Linked DNA regions of Anas platyrhynchos: region 1 is linked to region 2. The links are chromatin contacts, called in public Hi-C maps. All regions are on one chromosome and are shown on one strand. Each heading gives the region's core, a stretch centred on a gene start, on an enhancer-like site or on the middle of the called end of the contact. The rest is flanking DNA. Distances are from core to core; before and after follow the strand shown. Region 1 holds the start of RNGTT (RNA guanylyltransferase and 5'-phosphatase). Region 2 holds the start of LYRM2 (LYR motif containing 2).

What was found. Hi-C and Micro-C count contacts between places; a contact is called where the count stands out from the background.
Region 1: a contact with region 2 is called in a Hi-C map of subcutaneous adipose tissue, with 2.1 times the contacts expected there. The contact joins the promoter of RNGTT here to the promoter of LYRM2 in region 2. A contact is called at or near these places in 2 of 8 Hi-C or Micro-C datasets (skeletal muscle and subcutaneous adipose tissue).

What each region holds. Positions count from the first base shown.
Region 1 is chr3:82,707,848-82,710,671 of IASCAAS_PekinDuck_T2T, forward strand. It overlaps RNGTT (RNA guanylyltransferase and 5'-phosphatase), which reads left to right and starts at 1,290. Exons shown (of 16, transcript XM_027454920.3): 1 at 1,290-1,505. The coding sequence starts at 1,442.
Region 2 is chr3:82,413,795-82,416,763 of IASCAAS_PekinDuck_T2T, forward strand. LYRM2 (LYR motif containing 2) reads left to right here and starts at 1,687. Exons shown (of 3, transcript XM_027454895.3): 1 at 1,687-1,844; 2 at 2,071-2,211. The coding sequence starts at 1,800. MDN1 (midasin AAA ATPase 1) reads left to right here. Exons shown (of 102, transcript XM_038176089.2): 102 at 1-661.

The DNA of each region.
Region 1 (2,824 bases), core at 40-2,539, 290 kb after region 2:
CAAATTCAGAAACTTGTAACATAGCATGAGAACATAGTGACTGCTACACAAACTAATTCACTGATACCTCAATTACTCGATTTAACTCAAGGGAGAGTTTGTAAATTATCCTCAATGAGAGGATATTGTAGGGAAGAAACTCTATCTAATCAAATCTAGAGTACTAAAATGCAGCAGGAAACATGTATGAAGCACTGAAATGTATTTAATGGAAAATAAGTTATGCTTCACTGAAACCACCTTAAATGGCTTTTTGTTTGTTTGTTTGAGGATGTAAGCAGACTGCTTTATGGCCACGGGGAGGTTTTGCTGGTGTTTGTGCAGAAACATAGCTCTTGTTATGTGCACATAGTCACAGGCGTGATCTTTCTGGCCGTGCCTGAAGGCCTGGTGCAGCGGCACCTCCCGTTTCCCCGATGCTCCATTTGCGTGCAGCTCAGGACATTTCCTGGCCTGGTGCATCCTGCTTTGGCAACCCTCATTTCCCTTTTCTTTCCAACAACATGCCCGGCCTCCCCTGAAGCCCACGCAAGCCTTTCTGCACACACGACAGCCTTTGCTGGCGCTCCAGCTTGTGTTGCACGAGCCGTGCCCACACATTGCCAGGAGAGCCGCTGCAGGCTGTTCCTCCCCGTCCCCACAGCCCTGCTGGAGGAGCTGGGGACAGTTTATCACATCCCCTTTGTGGGGCTGATCCTGGCCATGTCGGTGATCTTGTCTTGGCCATGTCTCTTTCGTGGACCAAGCAGCCCTGGGCTGGCCACTGGGCGCAACACATCCCCCACTCTCCACAGGGAACCTCCAGCCCCAGTGTGCCTTTTTATTATTATTTTTGGAGCTAAGGGAGGCCGGTATGTCTATTTATCACCATTTTCAGAGTTAGGGGTGACCACTATGTCTTTTATTATTATTTCTGGAACTAAGCGAGACTGGTATGTCTATTTATTATCATTTTCAGAGTGAAGGGTGACCAGTATGTCTTTTATTATTATTTTTGAAGTGGAGACTGATATGCCTTTTTATTACTATTATTTTTGAAGCTAAGGGAGACTGATGTGTATTTTACTATTATTTTTGGAGTTAAGGGGGAGTGATATGTCATTTTATTGTTATTTTTGGGGTTAAGGCGGACTGATACATCTCTTTATTATCCCGTGTGGGGTGAAAGCTGACCGAGGCGTGCTTTTATTACAACTTTAGCGGGCAGACCAGCCCTGAGGGATCCCTGCGGGGCCCTCGGGACCGGCTCCCCCCTCTCCCCTCACGGCCACCCCCGGAAGCGGAAGCGGCGCCGGGGCCGAGGCGGGGCCGGCTCTGAATGAAGGCGCCGCGGGCCCGGGGCCGGGGGCGCCGCTGAGCGCCGCGGGCCCGCACCCGGCACCCGGCACCCACCGCCCCCTAACCCCGACCCCATCCCCGTCCCCGACCCCCTGCCCCCGCCATGTCCTACAACAAGATCCCGCCGCGCTGGCTCCACTGCCCCAGGAGGGGGCAGCCCGTGGCAGGTGAGCGCCCGGCCCGGCCCTTTTGGGACCCCCCCCCCCCCGGCCCCTCGGCCTCGCCACAGGGCCCGGACCCCTCGGGGAGGCCGTGGGGAGGGGGTGGCAGCGACCTCACAGCTCGGCCCTGCCGCCCCAGCACCTGCCCTTCTTGTTGCCGCTGACAGCTGCTTGTAGGCTTATCCCAAACCCAGTCGGACCCCCCAGTAGGCTCAGTCTCGCCAGGAACATGCTTTATTTGGGATTTATGAGCGTTTTAGTGCCTCATCTAGTGTCACTGGTTTCCCTCAAGTTCTTCGTATTTCTCCAAGCTCGGCTTTATTAAATAACACTGTTATCTTCTTATCTCCCTTATCTCCCCCTTTTTTTTCCTCTGATCGCTGTATTGCCTTCTATCTAGTAATAATTATGGTACTGTGAGTTGTCAACCTTTGACCGTGACAAAAATAGACTAACGAATCTTTACTCCCTTTCTTCTCAGCAAGCTCTTGATCTCTAGGAGTTGTCGGTTTTGTTTGTTTCTTAAGCCGTGGCTGCTCCAAAAATTTGGCATCCATTAAGCCAGAACGTGGTCCATCAGCATGGCATCTGCTGTGCAGTGACTGCCTGTGTCTTTGCTCATTCAGTAGCTGCGAGGTAACTTTCCTGCTCACTGTGGTCGTACACAAAGAATTACTGCACACACACACATAAAAAGTTCATTTCTTTGGCTTCTTTATCACAATACATTCTTATATTAGTTCACTTAATTTTTAGTGTGTTTTTTGTGTGTGTGCAACTTAATCAAAAGTCATAGTATACCATCAGTCTTCTCTGCTCTTCTGTTACTGCACATTCAAACACATCTTACTATTTTAGTGGTGCATAAGCAACAAGAATGAATTTTAAAATTGTCTGCCAGATGTTTTATATTCCAGTTTTAATCAGCATTTCAAACAAATCTGTACGCATCTGTGCATGGCTTCCAATTAGACGGTATAATAGTCGTGATGTTGCTCAGCAAGGTTTGTCTGGCTTCTGAGGACCTGATATTCATCAAGTGTTTGATCATTCCCCTCTTGTCTTATGACTGTGGCATCTATAATTTTTAGGTGATCTCTATTACAAGAGCTAGTGAGGTCTGGAGCTCTTCTGCTGGCCAAGATGGGGTTCATGTAGGTTCCTTCTGAATGAAGCGAGTGGGTCTATGCCTCCCTCTGTTGTCCAGTTTACTTCTTTAAGTGGTGGCGTTCTGCTGCCACCGATTTTATGGAACATTTTCATGCCATGCTGTATTGTGGCAGCAGCTCAGTCACTTGACAAAAAGCTTTCTCTGAACTCAGAAC
Region 2 (2,969 bases), core at 437-2,936:
CCCTCTGGCAGCCAGACAGCCTGAGAACAAAATGGTTTAGGTGTATTCTCCCATGTTTGTCAGAGGAGGTTATGCAATGGTGAGACGGTGTTTTTTCATTGCTTATTACGTAAATGATGTAAAACTTTCTTCAGTTTCTCTTGTATTTTTTTTTCTTTTAAGTAATAAGTTATTTGTAATGAGGTAAAATTATTCCTACTCCTCTCTATTGCAATAAGAAAAATCAGTCTTGCTTCTTGGAAGGCATTTCTGTGTTAGAAGTACTTGAGCTGTCTTGCAAAAAAGTTCTCGTTAGCTTCACCCGGATGGTTGGCCACCTCTTTGGGAAGGGGTGAGGGAGGAAATGGGTGAAGCAGATGGTTTTAAGCAACCAAAAAAATTAAGTACTTGAATACTTGAAACTGTTCTGCAGTTAAACACATTCAATTGAATTGTTGCTGATTTTTGGCTGATAATATCATCAGGGAGTTTGATGAATAATGCCATATAGTAATCCCTGTGTTATCAGTTTACACTGTGAAGTTTGCCCCAGTGTCCAAGGCAGACATTGAGGACATGTTTCATTAAGGAGATGTCTTAAAGCATGGACATGATTTTTCATTGCAGAAGCTATGCATCTTATATAGTCGGTTCTAATAAAAAGAGGTACCACTGTTTGTAATCATGCTGTCTGTCTTTTTTGTTAATTTATTCAACTGGATTTTCCACATGGAAGTAGGCAGCATTCTCTAGCAGTGCACAAATCTGCATTTTCATGTGAAAATGTATCCTGGTTTATGTAACTTCAACATCTCTTATGAGGATATGTCAGCATGGAGCTTTGGTGGTGGTCTTGTCTTTTGACTCCTCCCTGGTCTGTTTAGACAGTGAAAATGTGCAGGAAACTTGTTTAAATACGTCTACTCTACATCTTTTATATACAGAAATTGAAGGTGTCTAATCCAAAGCATGGTGCAGGAGTTGATCAGAAAATAGATGGAACATGGATGTGTTACCAAGGATGTGATTTGTTCTCTTTGCTGTACAGATAGAAAAATCTCAACCAAAATATCACGGTTGCTGTTTTGAGATGCAGCTGTGCCAAGCCCCTGAGGTATGAGATGGATCAGGAGTTTTCTCACCTTTCCTTTTCAACTGGTACCACAGCTTTGCCCCACTAATACACAATGAGCAAATTTCACAACAGAAAACTTATCAGGGGAGCGGTGTCCCCTCAGAATTTAAATGTCAGGTAGTATACAATATCCCTGCAAGGTTATGTAGGTCTCTTTTACACAAATATGTAATGTATACAAATGTACAAATGGTTTGGGAAATTTAACTGTGGAAATAGGTATTTTTAGATGATTAGGAAATTGTCTGGAATGTATTGTCACTTCAGGGGTATCCTGTGTAGTTGTAGTAGGGAACTCGAGGAAAATATACTGGGAAGGGAAACAAAATAAAAAAATAATAAAAAATAATAATAAAAAACCACACACTTTTCTTGAAGAGGGCAAGGACATTGACTGTAAGCTGTAGTTTCTCAAGGGCTTATCTTCTGCACAGATGACTGCAGCCTGAGCCACACTTTGATCAACAATGCTCAGAGTACAGTCAAATCTTTATTTCTCCGTACTTAGCACAGGGTTTGCACTGAACTCGGTACAAGCAAGCACGAAGCTACCTCAGGCAGCCGCCCCCTAAGTGATTTCGCTCTTTTCGCCCGCCCCCGGCCGGCGGCAGCAAATGGCGGCCGCGGGGCCCCTCCCGGCGGGGCGGGCCGGGCGCTGAGGGCGCTGGAGGCGGAGCCGCACAAGATGGCGGCCGGGCGGCTGCCTCCCGGGGCGCTCACCCTTAAACAGGTGCGGGCGGGCGGCGCGGGCAAAACGGCAGCGCCTGAGGGGGAATTTCTCTCCTCACCCGGGGCTGGGTGGCGGGGCACGCAGCAGGGAACCAGCGCTTGGCGTGTTATGGAGGGAGGTGCGGGGCGTTGCGGTTATTTCCCCGGGCAGGACGGAGCCGCTGGCAGCTCGGCTCCTGGTGGCGGGGCCGGGGCCGTGGCGGCGGGCTGACGGCTCCGTGTTGCAGTTCCTGAGGCGGCAGCAGGTCCTGCAGCTCTACAGGAGGATCCTCAGGGCCCTGCGGGACGTCCCCGCCGAGGCAGATCGCCGCTACCTGCAGGAGTGGGCCAGGGAGGAGTTCAGAAGAAATAAGGATGCTACGGAAGAGGTGAGGAGGGGAAATAAATGGGCGATCCCAAAAACACTGCCTGTGGAGCGATGCGTGCTGTGCTTGGCCACCTGGTTTTGTTCTGGGAGTGTCACAGCAAGGCTTGTAAGGAGTCAGCTGTGACTAATTTCTCTTAAGGGGTATTTGTGTGGAGAAATACTTCAGCATCTCTGAATATCATCCCTTCTGTTTCTTCACGGGGGTAATAGTGCTCTGACTTCCAGGTAACGTTCTGGGATTAAGAAGGTAAAAGCCAAACAAGTCCTGCTTGCCTAAAACAGAAAAATTGCATTGAATAGCATGATAACTAATCTTACTTCATTATCGCTCAGGCTTTTTTAGAGCTTATTTTTTTAATCTTTAGTTTCATCTATATTTCAGCCAAAGAAAATGAAATTGTATTTCTGTACATATGAGCCTGAATTGCAGAAACCTTCCTATTTCTCCTGTCTTTTGCCCTTTGCTTTCTAGTTTGTTTCTTTTTCTAACCACTGCTCAGGGAACTGGTGGGTGAATTATGCAGACAAAGCATAACAATACTTAGAAAATAATGTTGATGGAAATATCTCCTTGTTCTGTTAAACATCTGTCTTCGTAACACCAATACGCAGTTGTCACTATGTACCTGTAAAGGCAGTAGACACAGGCATAAAAAAAAAATACTACCAGGAGTTTGAATCCAGTCCAAATCTGAGTTTTAAAGCAAAGATGTAACCAGCCCCCAAACACGTTGTTAAGGAATTGGATAAAATTAATTA